Linked DNA regions of Manis javanica: region 1 is linked to region 2. The links are chromatin contacts, called in public Hi-C maps. All regions are on one chromosome and are shown on one strand. Each heading gives the region's core, a stretch centred on a gene start, on an enhancer-like site or on the middle of the called end of the contact. The rest is flanking DNA. Distances are from core to core; before and after follow the strand shown. Region 1 holds the start of ATN1 (atrophin 1). Region 2 holds the start of LOC108384823 (complement C1r subcomponent).

Region 1 (6,834 bases), core at 130-2,629, 140 kb after region 2:
TTCACACGGGAACACCTCAGGTTCTTCTCAAAGATAGACCTCTCCGTGGCCCTTTCCCAGCCTCCCTTTTCCCAGGTTCCATTCTCCTCCCTCATCAGCCACAATCCCTCTCTTTCCACCTACCACACCCCTTCCCCATTTCCCACTCCCTCCTATGCCCGGCGCTCCCAATCCCCGGCTCTGAAGCCCGGGTTCTGGGCCTTTGGGGCTTTTCCTGTAGCCCTCGTGCCCCACCTCGCTGCCATCTCCCCATTCCTTTTTGCCTTCTCCCCGAAACCCCCTCACGGGCATCCCCCGTTTTGCCTCCGCCAACCCTCCACCTCGGTGTTCCTTTTTAGATCCCGGGGTCCTGGCTAGTCTCTTGCCCCATCAGGCCTCCTCCTGAGACCATCCCACCTCCCCCCACCTTCCCGGTCCACCGGGTGCCCCGGCCCCATCCCTCCTCTGGGGCCAGCCCCACCCTCTGAGCCCCCGGCCTCAGGCCGGGCACTGCCCGCAGTGGGGGGACCGGATCGGGAACATAACAAATGGAGGAGGCGGCAGCGGCGGGAGGAGGAACTGGAAGGGGTGGGGGTGGGGAGCCGCGAGCCAGAACCCGGGCGGGCCCGGGGCCCAGGTCGTAGCAGATCCTACCTGGTTGTAGCTCGGGACGGCTGGCTGGCTCCGAGCGGGATTAGGGGCTCCGGCGCCTCCGGGGAGCGGCGACGGCCGCTCCCCCGCCTCTTCCCGGCTTCAGTCGCCGCCGCGACGGCGGCGGCGGCGGCCCCGACCCCGGAGGGCGGCCTCCATTCCCCGTTTCCCCCACCCGGCCCCGATCGTCCGCCGGCCCGTGGAGCAAGGCCCGATTCCTACTCTCGCTCGGCCCCTCCCCGGGCCCGCCGCCTCCCCCGGCCGCCGGAACGCCCGAGCCGCGCTGCTAGCCCGAGCCGCGCCGCCGCCCCCGCGGCCCGGCCGGCCCTTTGCGTGTCTCTGACCCGCCGCCCGCGCCCGCCCCGCACCCCCGCACTCGCGCGATCCCCGGGCCCCTAGACGGCCTCCGCCCGCGGCCCCCGCCCCTTTCCGGGCGGTGGGCTCCCTCGCCCCCTCCTGTCCCCTCCCCGAGGCCGGTGGTCCCCCCCCAGAAGGGTCCCGGCCCGAGGCCCCGGCCCGACGCGGGGCTGCGCACGGGCTGGGCGGCGCGTCCGGCGACTCGTACAGGAAAGCGGACGGCGAAGGGAGGGAGCTCGGGGAGGGGGATGGGAGAAGGGAGGAAGAGGGAGAAGGAGGGAGCGCGGAGGAGCCGGGGAGAGGGGCCAGGAGGGAGACGCGAGGGAGGGCGCGCGAGGCGCGCGGCGAGGGGGGAGCTCGGGGGACCCGGAGAGGGGGAGGCGCCGTGCGAGTTGGCCCCGAGCGGGGCCGGGCGGCCGGGGCCGGGAGGGGGTCGCCGCGGCGAAGGTGGGAGCCCGCGGGCCCGGCGCCGGAGAGGGGTAGAGAAGGGGGGGTGCGGTTGAAGGGGCAGATATGGGGGAGACCGGAGAAGTTAGGGCAAAGGGGGTCTATGGAAGATGTGAGGTGGGGGCTGTGGGTGTGGGCAGAGACTGGGGTAATGGGGTGGTCTGGGAAGATGGGGCTGCGCAGGGGCTTTGGGGGAGTGTGACAAGGAGAGGTGAAAAAGCTTGGGGTGACAGTCTGTGGCAGACTTGTAGCGGGAGAGGTTGGGGGGCAATTATGAGAGAATTGGGATGGAATTGAGAACTGGGGTCCTAAAGAGGGTAAGAAATGGAGCCGATGGAGAAAGGATGGGTTTCCGGAAGAGTATAGTTTGGGGGTGGGGGTGGTTGGTGTTAGGAAAAGAATACAGAATACAAGAATTTGGGGGTGATGAAGAAAAGCTGGAAAGAAGTAAGAACGGAAATGTCAGTGTGGAAAGGGAAGGGAAAGCTGCGGAGTCCGTAGGAATGAAGGCGGGGCCTGAGGAGGCTGGGGCCGGGTGGGATGGGAGGGTGGAAGGCCCTGGGGCTGGCAATGGGAGGGCCTTTCCAGGAGAGTCTTGGTTGGTAAAACAAGGCAGATAGAATTGGGGGGGGGGGGGAGCCCATAAGAAATGCAAGATAAACAAGGCTTTTGAGGGCACTGTGGAGGGAAGGCCAGTGATGGACATACAGAAGGGAGAGCAGAAGGAAATGGTGGACATGGGGGAGGGCAAGCCCGAAGTGGGGAAGCGAAGACTAGGCGTGGGACACCATCCTCAGGCCCTTCTGGCTGGTGGTATCTCTATTTTCCTTCTCAGATCTACTTGAAGATGGTACTTGGGGCCACAGGGAAGGGGTTGGGTGGGGATCAGCCTCACAGTGGAGCCCCACCCCTACATGCCTTGGGTCCCCGATCATTCTAATATGGAGATGGTCCCCATATAGACCACAGGCTCTGCCTTTCCTCAGACGCTCCCCAGACTCTGACACTGTCAGTTCAGTCCTAAAGGCAGCACCCTACCCGCCCACCACCAATGTCTTCTGGGCTCCCTCCCTGGCCCCACACCAAGCAGCAACATCTCCCAGGACAAAGGACACCAAGACACTGGGTGATTTTTGGCAGCAGAGACTGGGAAGGCCAGATAATGGGAGGGAGGCAGGCAGGGAAACAGGAAGAACTGGAGCTGGAGTCTGGATTGGGAGTCCCCAGTAACTCTCTAGATTTGGGGTGGGGGTCGGGTCAGTGCGGGGCCTGGTCAGCTAGAGGCCAAGGGTGGGCCCTGAATGGCAAGATCCCACCAAGCCTCCTGGGAAGGAGGTTGGCTCGGTAGCAAACTCAGTAGGTTTTGCCCCTTATTTCCTTGGCCGGGCTCAGCCAAGTTCTAGGAATAACCAAAAGCTCTAAACGGCTTCTAAAGCACTAGGGAACCCGAGCGAGGCTTCTCACCCAAGAATGTATCATTCTTTTTTGCTCTCCTGAATTGGTTAGCACTCACTCTACTACCCCAGGCCCACCTACTTCATCCCTCAGGGTCTTCCAGAGACCCCCACCCCTGCAGCCTCCTGCCCCCTCCCCCAGTGCTCCCTCCCTGTCCTCAAAGCCCTAGGATTGCCCCCTCCCCCCACTTTGTTCCCAGGCTCCTCCCCTCCTCCCTCCCTACCGCATTTCCTCTGCATTTCTCAGCCCAGTCTCCCACTGGGCCCTGGCCCAGGCCCTTCCCAACTCCCTTCCAGCCTGAGCTTTTCTCCATTTTTTCACCACTTTGATAAACTGATGTATCTGAGCTTAAAAGAAAAATTTAGGCACAGGTAGGAAAAGGGTATGGGAAGTGTCAGAAGAGAAGCCAGGGCCTAAACCCTCCAATTCCTCCCCTACCTGAGGGCCAGGCTCATAGTTCCCACACACATACACCCCATCATCCCTCACCCCAGCTCCCAGTCAGTCCCGGCCCCCCACAACCTACTGGTCTCCAGGCAACGGCACAAAGGGAAAGTGGAGAGGGGCCTAGGAGGCCCAGGCTGAGCTAGCTGTAACCCAGTCCAGCCCAGTACCTGAGAGGTGGTGGACAGAGCTGCGGGAGTGGCGACCTAGATGGTAAGGAGGGAATAAAGGGCAAAGGTCAGGAATTGTGGCTCCAACCAGAATCGTCCTGATCAGTACGTAAGTTACCAGATAGATATAATGGACCCCAGGGGGAAAAACAAGAGCACAGAGAAAAGGACAGTGAGCCCCCAAGGGAAACAGCAAGGGGCACCAGGAGACATACAGAGGAGGGGAGACATACAGAGAAAGATCACTGAAGCACAGAGGAGAGGGGACCGGAGCTCTTTGAATTGAAAATGGCTGAGGTGTCAGTGACACAGGAAGGGGAAGAGCAGTGGGTCCCGCCCACACAGAACTGGAATCCCTCTAGTCTTGGTGCTGGGCAGGTTGGCGCAGAAGCCCAGGACCAGAACATGAGAAGCAGAGTGGGAGGCCCACTGAGGAAACAACCTTGAGATTCCGCCCATCCCCACTCATCGCTAGCCCAGTGTGGTGGCCTGCGGAACTGTGCCTCCCCCTAGTGGTACCGCTCCCCACGTGCAGCTCCTACCAACCACGGCACTGCCCACTTCTGGAGCACTGTAAGGATTTCTCCCCCCACCCCTCAGCAAGGGGCTCCACTGGAGCTGAAGGCTTACTGGGGTCTCAGCCCCTCACAGGCTGACCCAGTCAAGGTGCCTGCTGAGCACTTCAGGTCGTGAATCTCCAGTTTACTGGAAGACTCAGTTTCCTCAGGCCACCTTTGTATCTACTGGTTGGTACCATTTGCCCTCCCCAGTCCCCCATCCTCCAGGGATGATGCAAGGCTGTTCCAGCCCAGAAGCAGCCAAGATTTTGTTTGGAAGAGGCCCTCTATGGGAGCTACTCGAGTCCACAGCTTTATCCCTCCTTTGGTCAAAGCCCTTTGGGAATCATTGGAAAACACTTGGACTCCTTGCCCCCAAAATGCATATGCACACAAAATTTTTGAGACTTTTAGGAATTCTTGGACCCCAGGTTAAGAGCCCCTAATTCACCTAGGTCCTGGGTCCAGGCTTGCTGCTGAGAAGACAGGAGTAATATGGTCCCTGCCAGGCCAGGGTGGGGTTGGCAAGGCTGCCATCCTGGCCATATTTGCTTTCTTCCTCATGTGCATCTCACCAGCTCTGCTATCCAGTTTCACCAACTTCCAGGCACTCCATCTTCTCTCCCCTTACCAGAGTAAGACTCCTCAGACAACAGCGCACTGTGACTCAGACTTTAATGGTGGTGCTCATTTCAGCACCACAGAGGTGGTGAGGACTGTGGAACATGGCCCTGGGGGGTTGGGGGGAGACCAGGCAAGCTGGGGCTGGGGAGAGAGTTACTGGGAAGAGACCCCAGATGCGCAGCCCACTGCTGGATGGAACCAGGCTTCGGTTACGGGTTCGTACACACAAAGAAACTGCCAGCAAGGGCCCGTTGTTACCCTTCTCATTTCCAGAGAGACCTCCCACCCAGATAATCTCAGAATCTACAGCCACAGGAGATACAGACACACAGTCCCCTCCAGTCAGGCCAGTTTTGGGCCCTGGACTTAATGGGGAAATGCTTAAGTAACAGGATGAGTGAAAAATAAATGAGTAAATAATACACTGAAGTTGTAAACCAGGCATGATCACGCAGCCACCACTCCCCTCCACCCCAGCACCATGCACTCCCTGGCTGGTGGGCAACATGGAAAACACAGAACCAGCCCAAAGCACAAGCGCCACGTGGACCCTCTCTAAACACCTCAGCAACCAACCCTGAGGCTCCCATCGCAGACTATGATGGTTCTTCCATGCACCCCTTATAACCCTCAGTCCCATGGCCAGTTTTTGAGGAAAGAGACTAGAAAGGTAGAAGTGGAGAGTGTGGGACCCAGAGGGTGGAAAGCAGAGGCAGCAGGGCCAGGATAAGCCAAGGAACAGCGCAGCAGCTCAGCCGGGGCATCGGGGTGAAAGGTCATAGAGCAGGACAGGAAGAAAAAGGTCCAAGGAGGACAGGAGAGGGGTTCCAAGTCTCCAGGCAAGTGGAGAGATCACAGCACACTGGGATTGCGGAAATTATGTCCAGCGAAGCGAGCTTCATCCCCCAGCTCTTCTTCAATTCTGAGAGAGACGAGCAGAAAGAAAAGAGTCAAAGAAACAGGAGGATCCCGCTTCTCTTTCTAGGAGTCCCCCATCCAAGCCCCTCATGCCACCTGCTCCTGTGTCCAGGCCCAAGCATGGGCATGCCCTGGCTTTCCCAGTGACCTGCCCAATCAGGCCATCAGCAAACCCACCATTCAAAAACAAAAATAAAACAAGAAACACTTCCTGTGCATTCACTGTTCTCCAGGCCCTGGGCACTGGTGATGGAACAGCGGATGAACAGAGCTTTAAACCCTCTGGGCCCCGGGCTCCCCTTCCCCAGGTTCCCTCACCTCATAAGCTGGTTGTACTTTGCCAGACGCTCAGAGCGGCATGGGGCACCAGTCTTGATCTGAAACATCCCCAAAGATAAGCAGCTCACTGGCTGCTCCTTCACTCACTGAAAGAACTTATAGTCCCTTGAAATTCCCCCGACACCCACAAACACCTGGAAGGAGAGACCCACCCGAGTCTAGAACCCAATTCCACAAAGGTCTTTCTCGCACTCACCTGGCCTGTGCACAGCCCCACCACTAGGTCAGCAATGAATGTGTCTTCGGTCTCTCCTGAGCGATGGCTCACCATGACCCCCCAGCCGTTCTCCTGGGCCAGCTTGCACCTGCATGCACACACCAGCACTGACCCCCAGCCCCTCACACTGAGCGCTCTTCCTAGCCCCAACATTGGTCTATGTCAAGAAACCTCAGGAGGAAAGCTGTCTGGGAGGGGGGCAGAGAATCAGGGGCGGGAGGAGCAGAATTAGGAGAGCTGTGAAGGTGACTCCGACTTCCCACTCCCTGCAACATCTGGGGGCAGGATCAGATGGGGAGCCACTTGCAAGGGCCAGGGGGCACTCACGCTTGGATGGCTTCAGTGACTGAACCGATCTGGTTGACCTTGAGCAGCAGACAGTTGCAGGCCTTCTCCTCCACTGCCCGTTCAATACGCTTTGGGTTGGTCACAGTCAGATCATCACCTACAATCTGGATCCCTACATTGGCTGTAAACTTCGACCAGGCAGCCCAATCATCCTGGTCAAAGGGGTCCTCAATGGAGACCACTGTGGGGAGACCAATGAGGGACTGCTGAGCCTCCCAGGGTCTCTGCATCAGGAAGGAACTCCCCTTGGGTCCTCTGAAACGGGTAGATGCCCTGGCTCGCTGGGCCCCCTCATCCTTGCTTCACTCCCTTGCAATAAGCCCTGAGC
Region 2 (7,614 bases), core at 109-2,608:
GATCACAGAACAGGACAGAGGTGTACCACTGTAGCTACTTTGTATCTTTAGATTTTTCTCCCTCTGTGATTAGATTGCTGGACTACAACTGTATTTAGTTACCTTATGTTGGGTAGAGGAAGTGTCCTGCAGAAGGGGAGGAGGGAAAGTCAGGGGCCAAAGGGTGTTAGTAGAAAAGTACTTAGCGAAGTGGTAGTGGGCTGCGGGGGGTAGGGGTTTTCCAGGAGTTAGCATAGAGGGGAGACGGGAAGCAAAGAGACTTCCTACCCATATACTGAAGATTCAGTGGCACACATTTCACGATCATGTGTCTGGGCTGGGCGCTGTTTTAGCCATCACTAATGGTGAGCCAGGGGACCACAGACCCTGCCTGAATGCAGCCGGCCAGCTGGCCTGATGGACTGCTCGTGAGGGCGCCACAGGGTTCCCAGAGGGTCTCTTTAAAGCACAGACCAAGAGTGGGACTGGAGTGTGCGGGGAGCCATTCTCAGCATCTGGCGACAGTGGTAGTAGGTAGAATGGGGAGAGAAGGGAAAACAGGACTATTGGACAAGGCTGCCACCATGTATGCCTCTGAGCCCCCTGGGTTGCAGCCCCGTGACCAGCAGTGGAGCGGATTCTTCCCCACCCCTGCCCACCTCCCCAGCCCGGTCAGACCACGGGCAGTGGGGCTGCTCTGAGCCGGTTCTGTGGGCAGCAGGACCCCCTAGGGCAGCCCACCCGGTCAGAAGGAGTGTGTCCTGGGGGAGCAGGCTGCTGCTGACCTTCCACGTACCTCCTCTGAGGACAAGACCACCAGCCTCCACTAAGCTTTCTGGCTCCCTTCCAAGCCCTGGGTGAGTGTCCCTCCTGGAGAAACAGGGAGGGTGGCCTCTGCCCGCAGCCATGGCGCCTGGTGTCTGTCTAAAGAAGCTAGAGTCTGGGCCTGACCCCAGCCGGGCCCCAGCCTAGCTCTGCTGGACAAGCATCTTCAGCGGTTGCGGGCAGGGTTCAAAAGACAACCTAGGTGGCTGACTCCCCTTCCCCCATGCCTGATGAGGAGCAGGAAGGAAGAAGCCGCTCAGGTCCACCGCCTACAAGAGACGGTCTGGTAATTAAATGAGTGGAAAAGGCAGAGAGGGAGAGGTATGGCCAATTAAGAGCGACAGCCCTAACTCACAAGGAGCCCTCCTAGCGTGCGATACAAGCACAAAGTAAAAAGTAATGCCCCCACCCTTGATCTCTTCTGAGGTCCCGCGAGGTTTGGAAGCCGTTTCCCCTCTAGATTGGGTGGGTGAGCTAGTCCTGAACTCGACAGCAGGTGGCGCTCAAACCAGGGAATTAGAAAAAGGGAACCGTGGAGGGTTGCTTAACTCATTTCCAGTAACTTCCTCCTCCCCCGTGGGGCCCTCTGCAGCCCCACCTGTGTCCCCTCCCGCCGGTCCCTGTCCCATTCCAGGTACCTGGTCTCCGAGTGAGGGAAGTACCTCTGGAGAAGCCCCCACTCCACAAGCTGCCCGGGGAAGATGTGAGTGTGCAGTGCGGCGACCTGGAGGAGAGGAAAAGGGTGGGGAGAGGGGCACCGGGGCCCAGGGGCACACAGGCACACACACAAGCACACACGCACCACCGGCTCACGCAGAGGGGGAGCTGGAGTTTGCCCGAGGCCCCCAGCAGCCTTCCCTGCGGTCAGGCCCAGCGCTCCAAGCTAGCAAACGTGTCTAAAAGTCCCTCACTTGTGCACTGTTGCCCCCTCAGTTCCCAGGGTGGGCTACAGCCCCACTTTGGACGAGAGGAGTGCTGGGGGAAACTCAGAGTCCCGGGGCTCAAGGCAGGCAGCTAAAGGACCCGGGCTGAGGAGGGGCAATGAGGGAACAGCCAGAAGGGCCCAGTCTCCAGGGCCGAGGCCAGCTGCTAAGGCCTCAAACCATTAGCATCACCTGCCCCTACACCTCATATTTCCGCAGGCCCCACACCACAGCTGTGGGACCTCATCTTGCCCTCACACTTCTACAGGTGGTGGCTGCTCCTCTGGGGAGTCCTCCAGGCTTGGCCCATGCAGGGCTCTGCACTCTTGGCCCAGCTGCTACCCCAGGAGCTGACATCTCCTGGATACCCAGAGCCATATGTCAAAGGCCAAGAGATGATCGTTGACATCAGGGCTCCAGAGGGCCTTGCCGTGAGGCTGGTCTTCCAGGACTTCGACCTAGAGCCGTCCCAGAACTGTGAGGGGGACTCAGTCACAGTGAGCTGGGGTCCAGGTCCTGGAGGAACCCGGGGAGGGGGCCTGCTGGCCCGGAGCACAGGTGCAGGGGGAGGTGGCTGTGCTCTGATCACAGAGGATGGATGAAGAGCCCTTGTCGGGGGAAGGGGGCGGCCTACCTGGGAGGCGAGGGCTACTCCAGCACACAGCCTTCCACCCACCACCCTGTCCCTGCCCCTGCTGCCATCCGGGCCCCACAGAACACAGGAGGGGGCGGGAAGACAGGCCTGCCACTTGAAGCCCTACAAAGGGACAAACACATACCACAAGACCCTAAGGTGAAAGGGCAAGACTCACACCTCAGCCGTTAAAAGCCCACCCACAAGCGTTCATCGAGTGCCTGCGCTGTGAGGTCAGGAAGCTCAGCGTAAGTAACAATGTTAGGTGACAGTTCAAGTTTACCTTAGAAAAGTTTTCGAAAAACTTGTGACAAGAGCCTTAATCAGAATAAGGACACTCTAAAAACAATTCTTCACATTAGCTTTTGGGTTAAATTTTATTTGTATCAAAATAGTACATGTGCATAATTTTTTAAAAAATCAGAGTACTACAGGCTTATGATGAAAACCAGCGTCTCCAGCCTACTCCTCCCCCCACCACTGTGACTCCTGGGGAGGGGGGGGCAGTCATTTACAATTCATGGTGCTGTTTCATCTGGCATTTATTTTCCTATGTATAATAGCATGCTTTTTTTTTTTTGGCCTATTACCTATTAATCTCAAACTTCCCTCTCTTAGACCTTTACCACCCACATTTCCCATCCTCCCAGTTTCCCTGTATTACCATTTTTAGTTAAATCTATATTCACTATTTACATTATTTTGACTTAAAATATTCACATCCAGCACATGGTGTACAATAATTATATTTCCTTTCTTCTCCAACTTTTGGGTTTCCCAGAAGTCAATAATTACATGAAGTTCTTTGGGGTTTTTTGTTTGTTTCTGTTTTGATTTTTCAGTTTGTTTAGTTCTCTCTGTGGCTAGTCTTCCCAGACTCAGCCAGGAGAGTAAATCTTCTCTCTGACACATTCAGCTACAAATCTCAATCTCTTAGTCCGTTGTACTGGCGACATCCCACGTGAAGATCTCTTGATTTATTTCTTCAGTCTGAGTTCTTGGCTAAGCCTGCACCCAATCTGGGATTTCCCTTCTCCCTCATTCTGGGTATTTCCTTCATCTCTCCCATGTTAGAACTGAAGCCCACGTTTCTGGGTTCACTCCTTCATTTTGGAGGAGCACATTCCCCTCCAAAATAAGGGAGTGGTTGCTTTTAATTGCATTTAAGTTATAGGTCATTTTCTCCCAGAATTTTGATGTCATTGTCTTCTAGCTCTGGTGTTAAGTCTGGTACCAGTATTCCTGACTCTTAGATTTTCCTCTCCAGAACTTTGAGAAGACTTCCCTTATTACCTAGGGTTCTGGACTTCACGATGTGCCTTGATACAGGTCGTCCTGTACTCATCATTCAGTGCTCTGTAATCTAGAGGCTCTTTAAACATGGTCCTTCAATGCTGGGAATGTTCTTGCATTTCTTTTTAAATCATTCCCTGGTGGCTGCTTTCTTTGTCCTCTCTCTGGAACTCCCAGGTCTTAGCTGTTGTATGTTCTGGACTGATTCTCTAACTTGTTTATCCATTCTGTTCTTTTTGCAGCTGTTTGTCTTTTTGTTCCACTTTCTGGGAGATATTCTCACTTTTACCGCCAACTTTTTAATTAATGTCTGTTTTGTTTTGTTTCTGCCAATGTACTTCTTTCATGCCTAAAGGCCCATTCTTTACTAAGCATGCCTTTATATAGAATATTGTTCTTGTCTCAGGCGATATCTATTCTCTTCCCTCTGTTGGGACTATTTTTAATGGTTTCTTCTGTTCCCTGTATTGTCTCTACTTCTTCAAGTTCCTTTGTTTTGGTCTCTGTTTTTCATGTTAGAGACTCTCCCACAGTGTCTGATAGTCTTGGCTGTCCATTCCTGTTGAAGAATGAAGTGCTAGCATGGCACTGGATACTCTGTTTAGACAGACAGCTAAAATTTGTGAAATAACAGGTTTGAAAATAGTGTCATCAACAAGGTGACCTGGATGTGTTCTTGGGGGCCTCGCAAATGTCAGCATGCAGAACTATTGTCTTTGGGGACCGCCAGCCTCTAGGCTCCTGCTCAGGATCACCAGCAGATAAGCTGGGAGGGCATTTCCCGGTTTGATGTGTAGGTTTTCACCTGACCCCTCTCCCCTCCATCCCCTGGGTCACGTGCACTGGAGGAGCAAGCCCAGGGTTTCTGGCCCACACTCAGCTCTGCCTCAGGTCTAGTGTGAGCCCGAGGGACTTGCTCAGATGCACCGGGTGGGCAAAGGGACCTGGAGTTCTGAGGTCTTCCTACACAGGCGGTCTGTCAACCCCTCCCTCATCTTCATCCTCAGGGGTTCCTGGTCACCCCAGTTCCTGAAACTTTCCTGTGTTGAGAACTTACTTGCTTTGTGTTGACTTTCAGCTTTGCAGACTCCAGAAGCCACGTGTCCATCTCCATTCCATCCTCCAAAATGTCATTGTCAGCTCCCCTCTCACCCTTTTGTTCTTGATCATATAGACCATTTTATCCCTTTGCTGTCATATGAGTGGGATTGGAGGTGGGAGAGGAGGCAAATGCATGTATTTATTGTTTCAGATTAAATCAGAAGTCAGGGTTATATTCATTCTGTTCAGCCTCTGTGTGCTGAGCACCTACCATGAGCCCTGCTTTGAATCCTGGCTTGACTCTTCCCTTGTCATTGAGGGAGCTCAAGGTCAGGAATAGGATTCTTCGCTCCTGTCCATTTCCAGAGCAAATCTTATGCACACATACACCTCAAACGCAGAACCGAACACACTGTGGTCTAGCTCATTTTTTACTTGTCAGTATCCTCAGCCAGACTGTGGGCTCCCTGGGAGCAGAACTGTGACTCATTCTTATCCGTATCCCCAGCACACAGCACAGCATCTCACACACAGAACAGAATGACTGTATGTTGAGGGAAAAATGAGAGATGGATGAAATCCAAGCTTGCCGTGTTGATTGGACACATGGCAGAATGAATTTTGAATGGCAGATACTCAGTACCATCCTGGCCACTGTTTTTTGTGCAGATGTGGAGAGAGCTGCCGTACATTGTGATGTCCTGGCTGGATGAGGCCTGACAGACCATTTTACAGGAGAGAAAACTGAGGTCTGGGGTGGTTATGAAACTCACCATGTCACACAGGGAGTTAGGAGCAAAGTCTGGAATGTGACACAAGTCTTAGGACTCTCAGTCACGTGTTCACTCTGTTTTGCTCATTAGGTTCCTAAAGTGATTAAGCAACAGCAGCATCGTACCCACACGGGGTACAATTTTGTGTCCTTGGATTCCACCGCTTGTGGAGGCTTCATTTACAATTTGTGTGCTAAGAGGAGGGACACTCCAGAAGGCAACCAGGAAAGGGCAGGAACCCCAGGGGCTCAGTCTTTGCAGAGGGCCTTGTTGTTTCACAGATGTTGGCCACAGGAAGTTACCCAGAGCAGTGGAAGGTGGTGGGGGTGGAAGACGCTGGATGGGAGGGACTTAAGTGTGCATATTTGCTGATTCAAGGCTGTGACACTAGAGGCACCATGGAGAACATCAGGGTCCCAGTGGTGAGCAAAACAAAAGTAGTTCCTGCCTTCTTAGAGCTGATAATCCAGCGGACTATTTGGGGAGCCCTGGGGTAACCAAGGGCTTCTTTCTTTTGAAGGAAGGTAATATGGTGGGCTTTATGAGATCATTACAGTAGGCAAAAGAAACCCTCACTCCCTTCCCACCCTTCCCCTCCCCCAGCAACCACTCATCTCCCTTCTGAACATTGTATATAAGTGGAATAATATGTATGTGATCCTTTGTGTCTGCCTTATTTCACTTAGCATCATGTTTTTGAAGTTCATCCACCTTGTAGCATATATCAGTACTTCATTCCTTTTTGTGGCTGAAGAGAAGTCCATTGTATTGTCATACCACATGGTCCTGGATGGAAGAAATGTGGGAATCAGTAATGAAACAGGCAGCTCCCTGAGGAAGGCTCCCCCAGGGATGGCTTCAGAGCCCCAGAGGCAAGCAGACCTTCTTGACAGGGCTGGAGTCCATGCCCAGGACGCCACCCTGTGACCTCCTGTGCTGCAGATTCTCCCCTCTCTCCTTTCAGATCACAGCCAGTGGAATGGATGCAAGCCGGTTCTGTGGGCAGCAGGGATCCCCTCTGGGCAGTCCCCCTGATCAGGAGGAGTTTGTGTCCCCGGGAAACAGGCTGCAGCTGACCTTCCATGCACCCACCTCCCCTGAGGATAGGGCCATCAGCCCCCACAAGGGCTTCCTGGCCCTTTACCAAGCCGTGGGTGAGTATCCCTCCTGGGGCTGTGGCCTCTGCCCACAGCTGTGGGCCCAGGATCTTGAAGTGACAGGTGGAAGCTTGAGTGACTGCTGAGTCTGGGGTTTTACAAACATATGGGCCTACCCGTCCACGCCCCAGCCCAGCCATTGCTGATGAGCAGCCCAGTTAAAGGGACAGCCAGTGCTCAGCTCCCGCAGTTTCAGATTTTCAGGCCCAGTGCTTGCAGATCATCTCATTCTTCAGAGGAAGCCCCAAATCCAGTTTTTAAGTGAACTTCTGAATTCTCAAATGGTAACTCAGATTTTTTTTTGAAGCTAATGCATGCAAGAGGTAAAAATTTTGAAAAATAAAAATATGGTAAAAAGTAAGGTTTCCTCTGATCTCAGGGCCCTTAGTCCCTCGCTACCTTGTCCAGAAACAACCCTGTTATCCCTTTCCTGAGTATTCTTCCAAAGACAATCTATGCATTCAAATATACATACTGTGTGTGCAAGTTGCATAATATTCACTATGTTTTAAATTTGGCATTTTTCACTCAATGACATATCTTAAAGATCATTCCATAAGCATATTGTTAACATAGGCTTTCTTTTTCTTTTTTTAAGTGACCATATAATATTCCTTTGGTTGCTGCATCATGATGTATTTAATCAGTCCTCCACTGATAAATATCTTGCTGCCATAAACAGTACTGTTATGGGTTTCCTTGTACATACATTTTCGAGCATTTCTATGTGGGTAAATTCTTAGAAATGGAAATGCTAGGTGAAAAAGTTTGCAATTTTAATTTTGATGTTGCTAAATTTCCCTCCAAAAAGGTTTTGCTAATTTACACCCACTAGTCATGTATGAAAATGCCTGTTTCCCCATACCCTACTTATCAGTTATTTCCAAAAGTTTTTAGCATTAACAATCTGATCAGTAAAAAATTGTTCAAATGTTTTAAGTTAAAGACTGTGCAGGTCAAACTAAATATGGCCATGGGCCAGTCTCAGG

What was found. Hi-C and Micro-C count contacts between places; a contact is called where the count stands out from the background.
Region 1: a contact with region 2 is called in a Hi-C map of fibroblasts, with 6 times the contacts expected there. The contact joins the promoter of ATN1 here to the promoter of LOC108384823 in region 2. A contact is called at or near these places in 2 of 2 Hi-C or Micro-C datasets (blood and fibroblasts).

The regions. Positions count from the first base shown.
Region 1 is chr15:25,587,104-25,593,937 of MJ_LKY, forward strand. It overlaps ATN1 (atrophin 1), which reads right to left and starts at 1,380. Exons shown (of 10, transcript XM_037004555.2): 1 at 634-1,380. It overlaps ENO2 (enolase 2), which reads right to left. Exons shown (of 12, transcript XM_017642034.3): 9 at 6,486-6,687; 10 at 6,138-6,246; 11 at 5,921-5,979; 12 at 4,719-5,606. The coding sequence ends at 5,537.
Region 2 is chr15:25,446,180-25,453,793 of MJ_LKY, forward strand. LOC108384823 (complement C1r subcomponent) reads left to right here and starts at 1,359. Exons shown (of 16, transcript XM_017642018.3): 1 at 1,359-1,507; 2 at 1,996-2,224; 3 at 6,433-6,622. The coding sequence starts at 1,506.